Regions from separate parts of the Macaca mulatta genome. Here region 2 is linked to region 1. A link is a contact called in public Hi-C data. All regions are on one chromosome and are shown on one strand. Each heading gives the region's core, a stretch centred on a gene start, on an enhancer-like site or on the middle of the called end of the contact. The rest is flanking DNA. Distances are from core to core; before and after follow the strand shown. Region 1 has its middle 330 kb from the start of KLF3. Region 2 holds the start of KLF3 (KLF transcription factor 3).

Evidence for each region. Hi-C and Micro-C count contacts between places; a contact is called where the count stands out from the background.
Region 2: a Hi-C map of CD4 T cells shows a contact between it and region 1, with 5 times the contacts expected there. The contact joins two enhancer-like sites. A contact is called at or near these places in 7 of 14 Hi-C or Micro-C datasets (CD4 T cells, blood, cortical neurons and 4 more).

What each region holds. Positions count from the first base shown.
Region 1 is chr5:37,556,041-37,561,952 of T2T-MMU8v2.0, forward strand. No RefSeq gene overlaps it. Among named protein-coding and RNA genes, the nearest start is that of KLF3, 330 kb to the right of the region's middle. Within about 2 kb of position 3,526, at least 28 of the 40 cell types and tissues checked have an H3K27ac peak or open chromatin away from gene starts, as enhancers often do. A contact at or near this core is called in CD4 T cells, blood and liver, where this site is marked.
Region 2 is chr5:37,885,344-37,891,585 of T2T-MMU8v2.0, forward strand. KLF3 (KLF transcription factor 3) reads left to right here and starts at 1,817. Exons shown (of 6, transcript NM_001261280.1): 1 at 1,817-1,958. Within about 2 kb of position 4,813, at least 28 of the 40 cell types and tissues checked have an H3K27ac peak or open chromatin away from gene starts, as enhancers often do. A contact at or near this core is called in CD4 T cells, blood and liver, where this site is marked.

The sequences.
Region 1 (5,912 bases), core at 2,276-4,775:
ACGGTGGAATGGGGATGTGAGGCCAGCGCTTCAGGAGAGGATGCCTGTGGGTCTGAAAAGGAATGATATGAGCTGGATTATGTCTCCTTGCTTGTAATCCCAGCACTTTGGGAGGCTGAGGTGGGTGGATCATCTGAGGTCTGGAGTTCGAGTCCAGCCTGGCCAACATGGTGAAACCCCATCTCTACTAAAAATACAAAATTAGCCAGGCATGGTAGCTCATACCTGTAATCCCATCTACTTGGGAGGCTGAGGCAGGAGAATCTCCTGAACCCAGGAGGCGGAGTTGCAGGGAGCCAAGATCGCGCCACTGTGCTCTAGCCTGGGCGACAAGAGTGAAACTCCATCCAAAAAAAAAAAAAAAGAAAGAAAGAAAAGAAAAGAAAAAGAAAGATATGTTGGGATCCTAACCCCCAGCATCTCAGAATGTGACTTTATTTGCAGATAAGGTCTTTACAGAAGTAATCAAGTTGAAATGAGATCCTTAGGGTGGGCCCTAACCCAATGTGACTGACAACCTTGTCAAAATGGAGAATTTGGTCACAGACAGACACACACAGAAGAAAGACAATGTGAAGAGAAACAGGGAGAAGGGGGCCATCTACAAGCCAAGGAGAGAGGCTGGAATAGATGTGCCCCTCACAGCTCTCAGAAGAAACCAGCCATGCAGACACTGGGATCTCAGAGTTCTAGCCTCCATTACAATGAGACAATACATGTCTGTTGTTTAAGCCACGCAGTTTGTGTTTAAAGGCAGCCCTGGCAAATGAATAGCAGGGACAACAGTGATTCTGCAACACACATGGTCCCCCAACCTGCCAGCCCTCTCCTTGGGACCTGCCATGTCAACAGCATGGAGACTGCAGGGTCCCAGGTCTGTCTCCAGTTCCTCCTCATGAGCCACTGTGGTAAACCCATAATAGGTGGGTGGGGAGACAGTCTCTGCTGGTCTGATCTGTATCTTTTCCAGTCCAGAGCAGCTTCTAGATAGCTTTTCCCTGTGAATCGATTGGCTGCCTCAGTCAGTGGTTGGCAGAAAATCCCAGGCTTCCCTTGAAGCTACAGCCATGTCTGGTTCCAGTTTCATGAGGGCCCTAGGTTTACGGGGCAAACTGATCCAACTGGAGCCTCCATGGCTTGAACTCTCGGGTTCTCTGTCACAGTTGAGCTGTCTGGAGATGAATTCCACAATCCTTGCGGTTCCCAGGTAAGAGCGGGATGATTTAGCAAAGCCCACCACCACTTCCAGAAAACCAATTCAAAATGCACTAGATACACTCTCTTTATTGTAAGACTACAAAGAAATAAGAATAAGAATACACATTTTTGTACTTTGTATTTTCATAAAGAAACATAGGTAGGATTAAAAAAAAAAAGTAATAAAAATGATTTACCAACAAGGGAGAAAAGGAAGAGGAGAGATTGGATTAAGAGAAAGAAGTGGCAGCGAGTGTACTTCTCAGGTATACTATATTTTAGAATTTTGACTTTTGAGTCATGTAAGTGAATGACCCACTCAAATAAAATTTTAACTTAAAAACTGTACTATTCATGTAAAGGGACTCAGAGTCCCATTTTTGCATTGGAAACACATTCTAGGCAATTTGTCAAAAGGTAGCTTGCTTTAAACGCTCTGTTACCCTATTTTAATAATGGTGACAGTCTATTTGTTTAGCATGAATGAGGGCCTGTAGAACCTGTTGGTAATAGTGCCATAATGGGCATTCAATGATGTAGTGTCATTCACAGGACCTTAATCTCTTAGTCTGGTCTTCCTAGGGAACCAGCTGAGTGGCCTTGGACTCAACCCTGTACCTTTCTGCTCCTCAATTCCTCATCTGTGACACCAGCTTAATTCACCTGTTCTGTGTGCCCATAGGCTGTCATCTGGCTCAACTGTGAAAACGCTTTGAAATCACCATTATCATCATCCTCATGGTGGAGTTTTCAGTTGTGCAGGTACAACTGGAAGCCACTGTGTCAGAAGCGTTTGAACCAGAGTAACTCCATCTTGAATAGGGACTGGGTAAAATGAGGCTGATACCTACGGGGCTGAGTTCCCAGGTAGATAAGACATTCTAAGTCAAAGGATATGATACGATGTCAGCACAAGACACAGGTCATAAAGACCTTGGTGGTAAAACAGGTTGCAGTAAATAAAGAAGCCAGTTAAAGCCCACCAAAACCAAGATGGCAATAAGAGTGTAGGATCCTCACTGCTACACTCCCACCAGCGCCATGACAGTTTACAAATGCCATGGCAACATCAGGAAGTTACCCTATATGGTCTAGAAAGGGGAGGCATGAATAATCCACCCCTTGTTTAGCATATCATCAAGAAATAACCATAAAAATGGGCAACCAGCAGCCCTTAGGGCTGCTCTGTCTGTGGAGTAGCCATTCTTTTATTCTTTTCTTTTCTTTTCTTTTCTTTTCTTTTCTTTTCTTTTTGAGACAGAGTCTGGCTCTGTCGCCCAGGCTGAAGTGCAGTGGCACGATCTCAGCTCACTGCAACCTCCACTTCCTGGGTTCAAGCGATTCTCCTGCCTCAGCCACCGAGTAGCTGGGATTACAGGCATGTACCACCATGCCTGACTATTTTGTATTTTTTTTTTAGTAGATTTGGGTTTCACCATGTTGGCCAGACTGGTCTCGAACTCCTGACCTCAGGTGATCTGCCCGCCTCAGCCTCCCAAAGCATATTCCTTTACTTTGTTAATAAACTTGCTTTCATTTTAGGCTACGGTCTCACCCTGCATTCTTTCTTGTGCGAGATCTAGATGGGGTCTAGATGGGGACCCCTTTCCTGTAACAAGTGTACAGTTTGAGGTCATTGAAAAACAACCAAGTCTAAGATGGGGCATGATACCATCTTAAGAATATTTGTATTTGTCTCTCTGACACTGTCTGCAGACTAGGGTCGCTCAAAGGATGGATCTCTTGACTTTCCAACTCTTACCAAGCATTTTGACAAGGGTGGGAGGGGTCCTTTAATAAGAGGTACAGGCGAAGGAGACAGGAACCAGCCTCTTAGTCTGGACCAGAGAAGGAACTCTGGTTCTACAAACAAATGAAAAGCTTAGGAAAGTCTTGTCCTGACAAAATTCACAGGCTTCTAATCCTCTCCCTTCCCTACCTTAAAAACACACAAGATTAAGGAAAAGACAAGAAAGGCAGTAAGATTCTTGAAAGAGCTTTCAAAAATGAGAAAAGAAAAACAAGAGAATAAACAGCACAATGTGTCCTGATACGTTATGTTTCCCTTTCGTTTTGCATTTTTTTCCCTTTCCTTCAAAAAAAAAAAAATCTAGGATCTTGTCTCCTCTAAGGAAAAATTTGGAAGGAAAATTTGACATAATCTCCAGAGCTGTAAAACTTCTTTGTATGCCGTCACTTTAGTGCTTTTTCTTACATTCCCTTAAGTAGCCAACCTACCATGTGGCGAGTTTGTGAAGCCAGGAAGGGAGGCAGTAACCCGAGAGGCGCTGCAGGGCGGCTCCCCAGGGCGAGGGAGGGCAGGCGGAGCCCCAGCTCCTCCCAGCCGGCTGAGCGCTCGGCCCCTCCTATGGCCGCAGGGGAAAAGGAGGAGAGACCTACATTTAAAAAGGCAGGAAGCTACCAGCTGCGGAGCTCCTGAACTGCAGAGTGAGAATTCCCATTTGTGAGGTCAAATCGAGGTCAAGAATTTCCTAACCATCTCTGAAAACCCCCTATTTAGGGGGTCAAGTCGGGCTGGCAACACCCCAGATCATTAACTAAATCTAACTTGATCTTCAAAAACACAGCCCAGGACTGTTTTTCTTTCTTCTCTCTGAAAGAATGTTTCTCAGTGGCATTTCTGTTACTTCCTGTTTGTGACCGGGCTTTCCTTGCCCTACTTCCTTTTTTAGGGGTTTAGGTTGCCTCGACGGCCATTTCCACTTGGATGGAAAAGGGGTGTGTGTGCGTTGGATTGGAAGGGAAACAGCTCACATTTATTTTTATGTTGTAAAACGCTTTTCTCATGCATTCACGTTCTTTCATTTACGTTCTATAGCAACACTATGAGACCAACAGTGTCTTATATGCCCAAATTACAGAGAAAGAAACTGAGGCTCAAAAAGATTAAATAAGATGTCCAAGTTCACTCATCACATAAAGGCGCAAAACCTGGATCTGCGTTCCAAGGGTCTGAAATCCAAAGGGGTTTGGGGATTTCACGGGGTCTGAATCTAAAACTGAAGTTGTTTTTCATTTATTGAACCCTTAAGGGAGACCTAACTTTAACTTATTTGGCAAAGCTTTCTTCAGGGGGGACTTTTATTCGGTCTTTATTATAGAGTTTATTCTTCAAATGTAACGAAAAGACTTAGCTTAGTGCCTTCCCCAGAGCAGTGGGAGAATTATGAAGGATGTACTATTGCTTTTTTTTTTTTGCAACCTCTCTGCTCTGCCATCTTTCACCCGCTATCCCAGGGCCAAGCTGGGGCGTTCATTGTTGCCCCGGAGCCAGGGCTGCACTTCCAGCGTCAGGCAGTAGGGGGAGCATGTGTGCAAGAGGAGGAAAGCGGCTCCAACTCGGGCAGGAAACGTCTGAGACCGTGTGTCCTTGCCCGGCTCCGGTTGAAAATTTAATTTTTTTTGCTGCCTGAATACTTAGAACCCATGGCTCCAAGCTTCTCTGCAAAAATTTATGCTTACTGATTTGTAGGGTGGGAAAAAACAGCCTCAGGGAGCTGTAGAAAAAGATTACATGTGTCCACTGGATCAGAGGAAGTGAAAACCTCCACACGGCTTCTGGGGAAGGATCCAGGCCTCCTGGCCTTCCCGCCCCTATGTGAGGGGGAGAGGACGCAGAGGCCCGCATTATGGGCCGTCCTGGGTCCACGCATCCCAGGGCCTCCACCCGAAACCTGCCAGAGAAGACAGGATTTCTTGTACAGTCCCTAGCGAAAGAATGAGAATGTACACGGCAAATGGGGAGAAACGTTTGTGTTTTTTCATTGTATCCCTGGCTTCTGCAGCAGTGCAGGTGGCTGGCCTGGCTTCTGGTACTCACATTGACAGAGCCTGTTAACTTAGGCTGCGCTTTGACAAGCGCCTTGAAGTCAGGTGGAAAAGAAACGAACGTCCTAAGCTTGAGCTCATACTAGGTCTGGGATAACTTTGAGTGCTGGCAGGTCACCTCTACTCCGGGATGTAGCTTTCTCCCATTTCTCCTTTCACCATTACAACTTTAGTTTCTTAACCTGGGAAAGAAAAGTTTCAAAACTGCAGCAATGGAGAACCCCGAGGGCTGGCTGGCAACAGTTTCATTCCCAGGAAAAGAGAGAAGAACCAAAATTTGATGTTTGCCTGCACTTTGGATTTGGATGTAGGAGACAACTGATACTCTTTTTTTGATGGTAGTTATTTACAGAAAACGTTGGTCTTGGTTCCAAATACACATGAGATTTGTATTCTAATGCACCTGTTCCTGTGTTTTTTTTTTTTTTTTTTTGTTTTTTTTTGTTTGTTTAAAATGGTGACTTCCTAGGGTATTTTTCTAGACCAGTAGAAAAGATGTTAACCAAAGTTTCCTGTAAAACTACCATTTAGGTATCTCTGCTTTCATTCTGCTCTGGGGTAAAAACTCCCTTCACTCTGAATAAGTTAAAGAAGTATTTAGAGTAGCCGAGATAGAAATGGACAAGATGTGGACCCACTAAGAGTAGACGGCAATGATCTTTGGATCTCCACCCCTCACGGGATTTCCCCTAATATAAGATGAAACCTGTGTGTCGTTGGTAGGTATTATCATAGAGATACCTATGTATCCGCAATATAACGTGATACTTGTATAAGGAACTTACAATCCTCTGGTACAGTTCTCACCTCTCATGGCCCAAGAACCCATCAGAAAATTTACCTTTTATTTGCAAACACTCTAGCTC
Region 2 (6,242 bases), core at 3,563-6,062, 330 kb after region 1:
TTTTATTCATTATGAAGAAAAAAAAAAAAAACTCACACCCTTTACATTTTAAAGATGAAGCTTACGGGACAGCACGACGTCCCAAGAGCCGGTGTCAGTTCTGGGTATCCTCCACGTGGCCTTTCCCGGACTTGCGTTACTTACAATATGCGATTTCACTACTTGAGGTTACTGGGTACTAATTTTACAACACTGTGTAGCTACGTGAAGCGGCTCGGAATATACTTTATCACTCTGTTTTAAGCAGTACGATGTCTGGATGAAGCATCAAAGCGAGATGGGTCAACTTAAAGGGCCTTTAAAACATCTTGAAGCAATAACAAGCCATACACCGAAGCAGGGGCGGTTTTAAACATTACACAGGACCTTAAACAATCGAACCAATTTGTCCTTTGTTCTTTTTATTACATTCATTATTACATTAATACTGTTTAAAAAGAAACGCAAAAGGCATTAAACTTCGGTACCAATCTACACAAAGTCCTCGAAGGGGCCTGGCTTGCACCGAACGCGCGTTTGTGTCACCCCGTTCGCTCGCAGAGCCCTGAAGCCCACTGAGCTTAGGGCGCTCGGTCCCTAGAAGCAACCTGAAATGAGGGGGTCGCCAGGCCAGGCCCTCGTTCTGCAGGGGAGGATCCGACCAAAGTTTGCCAAGTTTCCAGGCAAGCCCGGCTGCGCAAATGCCGCTTTTTAGCTACAGCTGCAGGCCTGGCCCGTGGGAGGTTTGCCCTGGGGGTCTCCGGGCCTTCAAAGAAAAGTCCCAAGAGGCGGGGGGCGCCGCCTGGGCCGCCAGCCAGGGGGACCCGTCGCCCCGGGGCACAAAGAAAGAGCGCGCCCACAGGGTGTCCCCTGACCCAGGCGACTCGGGGCCAGGGAGGCTGGGCGCTCCCCAGCGGCCGCTCTTCCCCTTCCGAACCCGCCGGGCCCACCCGCTCCTGCACCACGGCCGCCTCGGCTCGGCTTTTCTCCTGCAGTGAGCTGAGTGCGCTCAGCCGAGGAGGGGCCGCGCCGCGCCGGCCGCGGGCCCAGCCCTTCCCGCCGCGCCCGGGGCCGCCCTTCCCGCTGGAGCCGGCTGATCGATGGCCCTGGCCACCCGCGCCCCCCGCCTCGGCTCGCCCGCGAGCCCGGCTGTGTGTTTTGGAAGCGGCGCAGCGGGCCGCAGCCGTGTGACGCCCGGAGCGGGCAGCGCCGCCCTTCCTTCCCCCCGGGCTCGGGCGGCGGCGCGGCGCGGCGCGGCGGCGGGGCCGGGCGGGCGGGGCGCGGGCTCCGGAGCGGAGGGCGCGGGGAGGGGACGCGGGCGGGGACACGGGCGGGGGCACGGGGCCGGGCGGGGGGCGGAGGCCGCGCCGCGCACGCCCAGCCCCACGGCCGCGCCGCGCCTCGCGGGACAGGTTGGGCCGGCGGGGCGGCGCCCGGCTCCGGGGAATAATGAGTGTCTGTCAGGCCGTCCCCGGGTGACTGGGCGGGGCGGGGCGGAGGCGGCGCGGGAGGCGGGGGTGGCGGGGGAAGGGCGCAGGGCGGGGTGCGTGTTTGCGCGAGTGACTCGGCCGACCCCTCCGGCGGCTGCCTCCACCCAAGTGGGTGGGGACCCGCCCAGCCCGGGCGGCCGCGGCGGCTCCCTCTCCCCTCCCTGACCCTCCCACCCCGGGTCCCAGCCTCTACTTACCCCGCCAGCCCCGGGAGGCTCGCAGAGCGAGCGGCGCCGGCGTCATGTGACTGCCCGGAGTTGGTGCCAGGAGCCAGAGGGGAGCCAGGAGCGGAGCCGCGCGGAGCCAGGGCCCCAGCCGGAGCGCAGCGAGAGCGCCCGCCGCACGCGCGCCCGTCCCAGTCCCCTGCGGCCGCCGCCGCCAGCCCCGCGCGGACTGGAGCCCTGACATTGCTGCGCTCGGGGGGCTCCAGGCAGCCCGGATCGGGGCCTTTATTTCTCGTCGGCGGCGCCCCGCACCGCGCCTCGCAAAGTAAGTCCCGTCTCCCTCACCTCTGCTCCGCACCCCGGCCCCTGCCGCCCCGCTCCTCGGCCAGTCTGGTTTCATTTTTTCCCCTGGAGGGGGCCGCGGGGAATGGGTCCGAGGTGCAGCGCTGGTGTGTGTGGGGGGCGCCTGCGGGCTTGGGAAAGTGCGGCGGCTCCACTTAGCCGGGGTGGGGGCGGAGAGCGAGCAAGGAGGAGGGGGTCACGGGTTCGCGGTGGAAAGTGAGGGGTTGAGGCGAGGCACCGTGCGGACCCCGGGTGGTGGGGAGCGGGACCGCAGCGCCCGCCGCCGTCCCAGGCAGGGCGCGGGCGGGGGCTCACCTGTGTGGTCCCCGGCCTCCTCCCGCCCGCTCACGATTCCCTCCAAAGCCCCAGAAATATCCGTGCTCTCCGCGTGTGGCAACGTTGTTTGGAGAAAGGTAGCGCCGAGGCCGCGCGCTCCTGCTCCTCCCCCTCACGGTGCCCCCCCCCCACCACCACATCGCCGGCTCCCGCGTCCTTCCCCTCCCCGCCCTCCGCCCGCGCCCCCCGCCGCCCCCCTCCCAGGACACGCCGCCCGGCAGCTTGCCCGGCAGAGCAAACTTGGAGCAGCCTCCGGGCCCTCTGGAAAGAAACTTGGGGCAATTGGGATTGGAGGCAGCATCCCATTCTTGGTTCTGGAGCCCAGGAGCTGCCAGGGCGTCTGGATCCTCCGGGGCAGGAGAAATGAGCTGGCCGGGTTTGGAGTGTCTTCCTGGGGGCATGGAGAGAACCTGCCGCAGTGCCTGGAGCAAGGATTGCAGCGTGGCTGAAGGCGGAGGACGCCTTAGGCAACTGCCTGCAGCCGAGCCTGATGGGGATCCAGGGACAGATCCCTGGATCAGGACCCATGGGACCTACCTAACATTTCGAAGTGGCTTTCTTAGAGATGGCAGATAAGACTTGGAATTGTCATACTCATTTTTGGGGGCAGATAGCTACTGACAAGGAGGAGTACTTTTCTGGTTTAAATGTTATAGCAATATACAGCAATACTAGAAGAATGTGAATGAGACTTATTTTTAATAAGTCGAGTTAAACGGAAATTGGAAATTGTTCACCTTCTTGTATTTCACTAAAATAAACATTTTACACTTAACCACTGAATTTCTTACTCAGAATTTATGTTTCCATTAATATCACCCAAGACATTTTAAATATATTGATTATATTCTCACAAGAGTCTGGTATATGGGGAAAAGTATGAAGAGGTATTCTGACAAGTACCTGAAACATGCCAGCAAAATCAATTGGGGAATAGGCCAGTTGTTCATTATAGGTTTTTCCACACAGCAGTTTTGTGCTATCCTTTTCTGTATGAATTTGAGGAGCATTTTTATAAGAGAAATTCATCTGGATGATTTGCCTCACCCTAGGGAAGAAGACTTGCTTTTAGGGGAAAAAACAATCTGCTAGCATTACTATCTCAATTTTTTGGAGTTAGTGTTTAAGGGAAGTGTCCATGAGTGATTTCTTCTGGTTTGAAAAGAGGTATGTTAGTTGACCTTAGGCTGTTAATAGAAACCTGAAATTAGATGTTTGATTAAATTAAACTCCCTAGAGAAACTGATTTCTTCATTTCTGCAGTCAGTGGGCTTTGCTGCAGAACTATTTATTAGAAGAAAAAAACCTAATATGCTATCGGTAAGTTCAATGATGATACATTGTAAAGAACATTTAGCTTGCATGAAAGAGAATGCAAGTATAAAAATCTCAACATGGGAATAACAAAGAAAAGTAGCTGCTTAGACCACAAAACCTTGTCAGGTACAAAACAACAGAGTTTTGCAGAAAGCTATTGTTTTATTCACTGCAAAGTTTCTAAATTAAAACCCAATCTTCTTGTTGCTATGGGCACTGTGATGCTTTTTTTTTTTTTTTTCCTTTTTTTCTTTTTCTTTTTTTTTTTTTTTTTCTCCTTACCTTACTTACGTCTGCACACACCACATTCTTAAATCTTTGATAATGTAAGCTTGAGTTAAACAGTCCTAGCTAACAAAGTAAAGAGAAATAATGGGAAAGGAACTGTGAATGGATTTTACCATCTTAAAAATAACCCAAAGGGAAAGTAGACATTTTAGAATTTCTTCTAGAAATTAGTACTCTGGTGTACAGATTTTATAGTAATTTTTAGACTAAATGTCAGGAACAGAATCACATTCTTAAAAGGTGAATTTCTATAAATGTGTGTATATGTTGAACAGATGAGCAGTTCTGTGCAAAAAATGTGTATAACTGCATTTGAAAAAGACAGTGAAAATTTTGGGTTATTCTAGACATCCCATAGTCTGTCTTGGAATTTAGTTCTGTGACTAAAGGAGGCTTACAATTGCTCCAGTTTTGGTTCTGTGGGGTACCCCAGTTGTAATCTGAATTCCTAACAGCAGTGCTTTTTTTTCCTCTTGATGCACTGAGGCTGAACCATAATCATTACCCTAACTCGGAATTTGATCAGAGCTAGGGAGTAGCCATTGGAATGGGGCAGAAAGGGACAAAAGAAATCAGGAGGGAGGCTAGTGTTCGTTAGGAAGGTCTCTGCTGCTTGAATATGATAAAATCACATTTCACTTATGATGTTTACTGTATGTGGCAGCTCTTATTTGTAAATAGGGCAGGTCCCCTGTATAAAGCTGGTGTTATTATTCACACCCATAGAACAAACACCTCCACCCCCCTGTTGTTGTCTTAAAAAACTCCAGCTGCTCATGAATATAGGGTCAGGGAGGGCCGGCTAAATGTTTCTCTGTGCTTTCTCTCCAGCACAGCCAGCAGAGCTGTTTCCTGTTCTTTGTTTCAAGGCTGGGGTTTGCGTCATACATTCCAAGTGGCATATGTGTGCTCTTTCCTGTTTCAGGCTGTTTTCTGGTAGATCAGTAGCCCAGACCAGGCTGAGGTCCCTGCCCCTAAACTCTGTATCCCCACCCATGGAGTTATCATGTCTCTACACACTTGATATTGCTTAAGACGCCTGTGTTATGTCATAATGAGAAGTCAGTTAACCTTTTTACGTACACCCTTTGCTCCACTGCATTTGTCTGGGTGCATAAATGCTTTTACCTTTTTACATTTTTTATTGCCAGATTGTGATTTGGGGAAATTTGGGTCCATCTTGGCAAAGAAACCTAAAGGAGTTTTGTTTTTATTTGTAATTCTTGTGTTGAGGTGGTTAGGGTGTTAAGTTTTAAGATAGGCATTTTGCCCTGAAGCTGTCAATTTCAGATCAGGATTAACACCTTACAGTTTAGAAGACCTGGCATTATCTGAAAGATGTGGCCCACCCTTGTTCACGTTTTAACCCAGGCTGCTCCAGGTGGCTTCCGTGGATGGAGGAGAATTTAAGCAGTGTTGGCAGCCTGGCCTTAGTTGAAAGTCTTGCTTATGTTTGGAAGGAAAAATCTTTAGAAAAATCACTGAAGCAAAGCATAAGACATTGAGAAAATCCCAGGATTATTTCTTTTTAAGGACAAAGATTTAAATATCAGGATAATATTTTAAGGACAAAGATTTCACTGTATAATATTCTACATATCATTTCCAACCCGTTTTTAAGAATTAAAACGCTCAAAGAAAAGGAGAACTGGCAATAGCAAATTCGTTTGATGACAGATCGTATGGAAAATTTTAATCTATTTTGAAAACAGAAGAAGAATACTCTTATTTTTGTTTTACAATAACATTTTTCATTATTTTTTAAATACTCTGTCAGTTGTGGGTCAGTGAATTTCTGGGATAACTATTTAAGACCTACCTTAATATTAGTTTTCTGTTGGTTCTTGAGAAACTAAGATTTAAGGAAATATTTGGTTGAAAAAAGTTTTGAAAAGTGCTTTTGTAAACTTGGGGATTTTTTTTTTTTTTTAATGGAAAGGAATCATCTACAGCATCTCCGTGGAATTAATTTCAAGAGTTGCTGAAGCAGCAAATCAGGCCCTCTGCTCCCCCAAATGGATGATAATGGGGCTTTAGTTTTAAATGTCACATTTCACCACATTCTTTATGTATAAATGGAAAGTATAAAATAGGATATTAAGAGAGTTGTTAGTATCAAATAGTTGGCTACTGATACTTCTATGAAAAAAGCTGGGAGTTTTGGAAGTCCCAATAAGTTCTTTCTCCTTTGGGAAAAGCAACTGGAAATACTAAGCTGACCTGTAGAACAAGAGGCTTTTAAGCTTAAAATTCATAAGTAACTCAAATTGAAGCAAGTTTTTGTTTGTTTGTTTTGGTTCCAAAGTTGTTAACAATCTAACTAGGT